Linked DNA regions of Mus musculus: region 2 is linked to region 1. A link is a contact called in public Hi-C data. All regions are on one chromosome and are shown on one strand. Each heading gives the region's core, a stretch centred on a gene start, on an enhancer-like site or on the middle of the called end of the contact. The rest is flanking DNA. Distances are from core to core; before and after follow the strand shown. Region 1 overlaps Il5ra (interleukin 5 receptor, alpha). Region 2 holds the start of Crbn (cereblon).

Evidence for each region. Hi-C and Micro-C count contacts between places; a contact is called where the count stands out from the background.
Region 2: a Hi-C map of centroblasts shows a contact between it and region 1, with 2.1 times the contacts expected there. The contact joins the promoter of Crbn here to the enhancer-like site in region 1. A contact is called at or near these places in 6 of 39 promoter capture datasets (the HPC-7 cell line, HPC-7-derived erythroid cells, embryonic stem cells and 3 more), 11 of 484 Hi-C or Micro-C datasets (the AML12 cell line, B cells, CD4 T cells and 6 more), 7 of 115 datasets of contacts at active chromatin or transcription factors (the 230-238 cell line, DN3 thymocytes, embryonic stem cells and 3 more) and 2 of 9 other capture datasets (adipose tissue and liver).

What each region holds. Positions count from the first base shown.
Region 1 is chr6:106,723,786-106,727,381 of GRCm38.p6, forward strand. All of the region lies in intron 10 of Il5ra (interleukin 5 receptor, alpha), which reads right to left. Among named protein-coding and RNA genes, the nearest start is that of Il5ra, 23 kb to the right of the region's middle. Within about 2 kb of position 1,981, at least 37 of the 459 cell types and tissues checked have an H3K27ac peak or open chromatin away from gene starts, as enhancers often do. A contact at or near this core is called in the 230-238 cell line, the AML12 cell line, B cells and 6 more, where this site is marked.
Region 2 is chr6:106,798,044-106,801,639 of GRCm38.p6, forward strand. Crbn (cereblon) reads right to left here and starts at 2,044. Exons shown (of 11, transcript NM_175357.3): 1 at 1,948-2,044. The coding sequence starts at 2,014.

The DNA of each region.
Region 1 (3,596 bases), core at 731-3,230:
CCACTGTGGAGCCATTTTTCTGTGGACCTGCGGAAATAACTACAGGCTGGCAGGTTGTACTGCTGGCTACTGGTATCCAGTAGACACAGAAGGGAGAGGTTTAAGCCTAGTTCTGTCTCTTGGTGCTGAGGTGGCCTTCCTTGAGCAGTGTATTTGTTTCATTTTGTGTATTGCTTTGAAGCTGGGGTAGGAGTGAATGAGTTAAGACAAAGTGCTTAGCGTCTGTGCAAGTCCACAGAAGCCAATCAGTCCATGTTCGGGGTAATTATGATGGAGATGAATACATTGTGTCAGAGCAAAGGCATCCAGTTAATTTCCCCAGATCCTCAAGGGAAAAACCACAGTTGTAGTGCTGCCTGAATACTTAGGTTAGGAGACATAAATGCCAGGTATTCTGGGTATAAAGGAAGAAGAGGATCAGAAGTCATAGTTAATCCCGTACCTCAATGATATGAGTTGAGATAAACATTGCATTGCGATGTCAAGATGGCTTATTCCTACAAGCCTGAAAACCTGAGTTCAGAGCCCACATAAAAGTCTGGTGCAGACGTGCAGGCATTTTTAATCCTAGCAAAATCCTGCAGGAATATGGGCAGATGAGATAGGAGAATCTGTAGAAGTCTGAGGGTGAGCTAGCCTGATTTGTACAACTGCGCAAAGACAAATGGGAGAACCAAGATCCGAGGACTGTCCTGTGACTTCCACAGTGGACTGAGGCACATGCACGTGCATAGCCATACACTTATGAATCATGGGTTTCAAACCCTGGACAGATGGCTAAGGTGCCTATTCTACATATCAAGCGAAATTGATCTCCAGGTTCTCAGTCCACACTAGTTACAAGGTATGACTGGCACACACCACCCTCTATTGTGAACTTTCCACCTATGGACTGGGCTTCCCCGCCCCCAGAGGCTCTTCTCTATATAATCCAGACATGTTACAACTCCCTTCTCTCTCCCTCTTTCTCCCTGTCTCTGCATTTCTTTCTCTCTGCATGCATGTGCTCTCTCTTTCTCTACTTAACTCCCCTGTCTCCCTGTCTGCATCTCCATTTCCCTAGGCTCCTCCTGTGAGCTAAGTGAATCTTCCTTCCCAGATCTGCCTCCAATAAACCTGCCTCCATATTCTCAATTAAGCTTGAATTGGCTTGTTTCGACGGCAGAAAAAAAAATATTGATGAAAAGGCGCACACACACATGCACTGGCGTATCACACACGGAGAGACACAAAATGAGTGTCATGCACAGCATGAAACATTTAGACAAAAACTGCCTGCAGAGGTCAATGTAAACATCTCCAGTGCTTGGCCTACATGGAGCCTGAGCAGGCCAAGAACTAGTAAAATGAAACCTCTCTGCAGCAGTCTACAGCGCAAGCAAGGTCTGCCCTCTTGTCTCAGTTTCTCTGACTGGAGCACAATAATTGGGATGAGAACATCAGTCAGCATTCACAGGTATAAAGGTAGTCTTGCTGCTGAATCCTAGGCCATTACCAGGTTTGAGCATCTCCCTCTCCCTCTCTTCCCTTTCCCTCCCCCCTCCCCCTCCCTCTCCCCCTCTCCCTCCTCCCTTCCTCTCCCTCTGCTCCCTCTCCCTCTGCTCCCTCTCCCTCTCCCTCTCCCTCTCTCTTTATCCCTCTCCCTCTCTCTTTATCCCTCTCCCTCTCTCTTTAGCCCTCTCTCTCTTCCTATCTTTCTATTAACAAATGATATTTGGGGAGATATCCTAAATACTGTGAATAAACTTATCTTGCACAGAGCCAGGGATAGAGTCCTTCCTTGGCCTAAGTATTAAGCATGGAAGATTGATTGATATGGCCACCAAGAGAAGTAGCTATACCTGAAATTTAAAAATGAAATAAAATAAAAATCCTTGGTAGTATGGAACAGAGCCTAAAAGCTTAATGCAACCTTACCTTCAAGATGGTAGACCAGTCCCACAGAGCCAAGGTGGTCTGGCCTGAGGCTTATCAGGCAAGATCCAGCCAACCTTGAAACCACAGAAGCCTGAGTCAAAGAAGCAGTTTGACTCAACTGCTATGTCTGCCCAGCTGAAATCCCCCACTTGTAAAGAAAATTCCAAAGTGGCAGCTGTGACAGTAGACGAAGCGGGGTTTCCCTTGCTGCTGATGGCTCACCTATTTTTCTTTCCAAGCATTTCCCCTCTGTCTTGACCCGGAGCTTTCCTTCTCTTACCTTGTAAAACTCTAAAGGGACAGACTTCTTTTGAAAGCGCAGAGAAAGTGAAACTGACCCTTTCCTCGTACCTGTTTCCCTTTCTTCTTCCCTATTCTGCTTTGTATCTTGTCTCACAACAGTTTGGAAATTTAAGAAGAAAGGATGAGAACAGACGAGAAAGACAGAGAAGGGCAAACAGACAGACGATGAAGGGAGCTGCTCGAAATCTACAGGCACAGAGGAAAGAAGGGGCCACAGCTGGAGCTTGAGTTCCTTTGATAGACTGTGGACCATGAAGGAAGTACATTCAGTGATCTTCAAGATAACACCATCTCCTCCCCGCCCTTGAGTCTATAAGCTTCAGGGAGAGGGAAATTGCTTTGCACTTCTGTCATGAACACCAAGTCAAAGAATAAAAGTCCTCCTTCCATCCTGCACGCATGCCTGTGTGTCGCAGCTGTTGTAGTAATTATTTAATCTCAGTTGGGATATTTCTACCCTGCCTTTGATCATTCAGTTCCCAGATAAAAGATGCAAAACTTTTATATTTATAATAATCCTTTAAATAGCACTAGAGCTGGACAGATATCTACCCTCGAAGCTATTAGTATCTACTTCCCAATCAATAATTCCATGATAAGACTTGCTATGTTTTTGCTTGGCTGCTTTTATTCCGACTGGCCAGCCCTCATGGTGAGCTTTCAGAATCCCTTAGCCCATGGCATCTTCTCATCTTTCCCTTGTTCTGCCCTCCTCTCTACCATTTCAGGTTCTCTGTAACCATATATCTAAAAACTTGCCTATTTCTAATCTCTCCAGTATTTGGCTGTAGCCATTTTTATTTAACTGATAGTTTTAAATTAAGAAACAATGTTTGCACAACAAACGCTGGTAAACATGAGATTTCACTCGTAGGCACAGAGCTTCAGGTACAGTATTTAGCGATTTTAGCATTACAATGCATAACAACAGATCACAACTAAACATGCCACATTGGTTTTTGCTTAGCTCTGATACCCACCCCAGGACACATATTACCCTGCACACTCACACACACACACACACACACACACACACACACACACACATATATACACACCCTGGCTCACACCATAGCAGGAAAGTGAAGGCCAGAATCAAGTGAAGGCTATGAGCAGCATGTCTTTGTTGCTGAAGGATTTGTTCCAGTAGATAGCAGCAGTCACCCTGAAAATGGTGTCCACACTGCTGACTGAGCCATGTGAAAACTGGGGTGACTGAGTCTTGTTCTGCTCCCAGGTTAAGTGCCACTCATCTTAAGCCTAAACAAAGCCTTTTAGAAGAACACATTTTCACTCACTTCTAATAATACCAGGTCCTGAGTGGCAGATACAGCCTTCACTGAGAGTGGAGAAAGCTCGTTGTTCACATGAAGCAA
Region 2 (3,596 bases), core at 794-3,293, 74 kb after region 1:
CTGAATTTAATTTTTTCATCTACAACTCCGAGAATGTAGATTTTACTTGACATTTGGAGAGACCCATTCTCTTCTTTACTACAGCAAGTTTAAAGTACCTGCTATTAGCTCCAGGGCTAATACACCTGAAATTTCCTATGTTTATTCTTTAAAAGAATTTGCTTATGAACAGGCTATAATTAACTTCTCCAACTTGGTTATGTTTTTATTTGAGCACTTAATTTGTCCAATATGGATTCTTCACACCTAAAATGTTAAGCAATTCCCTTAGCTGTTAAGGATGATCACTTTTCAAAGCAAGTTACACTACATGAATTCAGGGGACAAGCCAAAGTGTCTCCAGAAATAAAACTATTATAATTTGGAAACCCACTATTCTATATCTACAACATCTGTGAGCCTCTTCCTTCTAATATTTCAAATTGAGAAACTACAGAGTTTTCAGAGCTCCCGGTGGCTCACACAGAAGCACCTGATGAATGCCAATAGCGGGGGAGCACCCTTCTCCTACTCCACCACTTTCCCTAAACGTCTGCTCCATTCACAGTGGAGCTGCTGTCCCTGAAATCTCTTCTGTTGAAAGATGATCACCTTTAGGAACTGCCGCGAGTACAGCTCAATAACCAGTGGCTTACAGAAAAGGTGCTTTCTATGCACTGGCCCTGCACCCAGCATTTCTTCTTCTGTCTACACTACCACCAAGGAACACATTCACACCTGAAGCACACCTTCTGAGGCAACAAACTGAAACCTGAAATTATTTCTTCACACCCCACACAAAAAAGTTCCTAACTGAAATGACTAAGGATGCACGGTTTCAACAATGTAGGACTAACCTAGTCCACAAATGAACCCTAAGTGAATCTCCATCACAAGATTTTCAAATCCCACAATAATCCCTACCCATGAAAATCACAGCAGGAGTTGGAGACATAGCTCAGAGGATTTGGGAGTGCCTGGTATCCAATCCAGCAAAAAACACAAACCCAGTACACCCAGCAGCAGTTGCTTATATGGCTCTAAATGAACTGCACCTGTGATTGTAATTATTCTCAATAGCCTTATCCTAACTGTGACCCTCCTAAAAGTAGCCGACTGATGTTTTTCCTACAAACAAGGTTAACAGACTGCATGGCTTTTAACTACAACCAAAAGGCTCTGGCAATAGTCTGTGTTTCTACAGCATTCTAAGAACAGTCCGTACCACTAGTTCATCCACTTTCAGCATTCAATACTGCAACATAAGTTGTCATAAACCATAAAGGCATAAAGTAAGCAGGAGAAATCGGTAATACCGTTCTCCTGAGTACCCTAAAAGTAGGCATATTATTTGCAGACCTGAGAAAAACCGCTAAATAACTACCTCCACAGAGAGATAGCTAAGAGATACCAGCTGTGGTGGCAGATCAGTACACCGCGCAGCCCTATCTGCAACTGTGTGACCTTCCACGTCACTGGATGGTATACATTTAACAACCCGTCGATAAGTTTCTCCTCCATAAGCAAGGCTCTGGACAGATGACAGGTGTAATAATAAAAGCAGAAATGCACGCAAAGCATTCACTGCGGGGCCCACGACGTGCAAATGCCTACTGCATGTTAGCTGTCAGTCTTATGAGAAAGCAGATGAGCAGGAAAAGTAACGGCTGCTAATGTCACCCGGTTCTCAACTTCGCCTACTCCCACAAAATTTTCAGGGAGGCCGGCTTGGGAGAAAGATGGAAAGGAATGGGGGTCCCTGCTCTGGGAAACCAAAGTCCGTGGCCCCAACATCCCCGACAGCCCAGGAGACAGGCCGGGAGGAAAGCGCAGAGCTGCGGAGGGCGAGGCTCACACGGGAGGCTTCCCACCGGCCGCTGCGCCCGAGTAGCTGTCCCCGTCCTCCCTGCGGGATCGGCCCCGGTCCTCGGTCTCCACCCACGGCCAGGCGCCCGTCCCGGAGGTTACCAGGCAGAAGCGGCAGGTGGTTTCCCATGTTGTGCGCAGCGTCCTGCTGATCTCCCTCGCCGGCCATGTCTGTTTACCCGCAAAGGAGCCTGGGAAAGGGCGGTGCCGGCACGCAGGGGGAGGGTCTGCGATACGCCGCCGCCACGCTCCCGGGCCACAGCGCCCCCTGGCGGCTCCAACGAGGCGAGCCGAGAGCGGCACAGCGGAGCCAAATGAAGAGGACCATCTTTAAGGAGGACAAGAAACCCAAAGTTATCCATGACCCACTGACCCCACACAAGTTACACAGCTCCCTTCTCAGCCACAAAGACGTTTTGACAGGTGGGAAACCCAAGTCTGTGTTTTTAGTGTCCACTTGGAGCAAACACGTCCTTATACAGCATCCTCTTTTGTCTGGAAGTATGGACTGTTCCAGGGGCCGTTGGAATATAGCAGATTTTTAAAACGATTTCAGTAGCCCTCGGATATAGCCCCAAATTAACATGTATCAGTATGAAGCAAAGATTTGCAAGGACAAAAAAGGCTGATAATCACCTGGAAAATAAAACTGTCAGTATATAAACTAGCCTAGTCATAATGGCTTCACTAAGAGAAAAATGGATCAATGTATGGTAAAAAACAATTACAACATGCTAAAAGAAAGAGAATTGTCTAGCACTGGAGTTGTGGATGGATTTTTTTTTTCCAATTTTAAGAGTGTATACAATATATTTCTAACACGTTTTCACTGAAGAAAAGAAAATAATGGAATGACAAACGATATCTAAAGAAGGAAGTAGTGGTAGTAGGCAGAGAATAAGAGGAAGGAAAAAAAAGTAAACTAATGAATCTGAGGTTTGAAGACATTTTTACCCCAAGAAAAAAATGCTGCATTAAAAAAAAATTCACAACCCAAAAACACGTTGGAATGGTAACTGGATCCGATAGGCGTTTCCTATGGTGACCAACACATAGGCCAGATTAGACCAGATTAAAAGTAGGTAAAGGCATAGTTATCAGGAGGCAGCTCTAAGGGGAGTTCGCTGGTCTCACAGGTGGAGGTCAGTGAAGTCAAACACCCAGGTTTAAGCAACGTGACTTTATAGAGTTTTGGTGAGGAGTGATTACTTGTTGGTTAGGAGATGGGGTTGTTGCCCATACCTGGTTAAAAACTGATCCCCTGGCAGCCACTCTTGGGTGGGTTCCAGGAAATGCTGACATGTTAGCCCGGAGTTTTCTCCAAGACAGAGGTGGAGTTTTCACTCCGCGGTTGGGGATCAGGGAAGGAGAGTAGACTGGGTTTCCCAGCTTGTACAGGGGAAGAGCAGGGGTTCAGCCTAACACTATCAATTCCATATCACTCAGCCTTCTGTCCCTGAGTCACTCTGGCCTTGGCCAAGTCACTTTTATATCCCCAGGACTCAGTTTACCCAATGTTAAAACCAGAACGCAAATGTCCCAGATGTATTCCCTTTAATAGCATATACAATATTGATGCCTTTTATGATCGAGTTAAAAACAGCTGCATGAGCCATTGTAATGAGTTAAGGTGTTTTTCTCGCTAGTAAGAGGACAATTCAGGTCTAGACCACCAGAGAGCATGGAACATAGATGGTGACTGTTAAAGAGAGAACAAGAAGTTCAACCAAGTGATGAATGAATGTGCATAG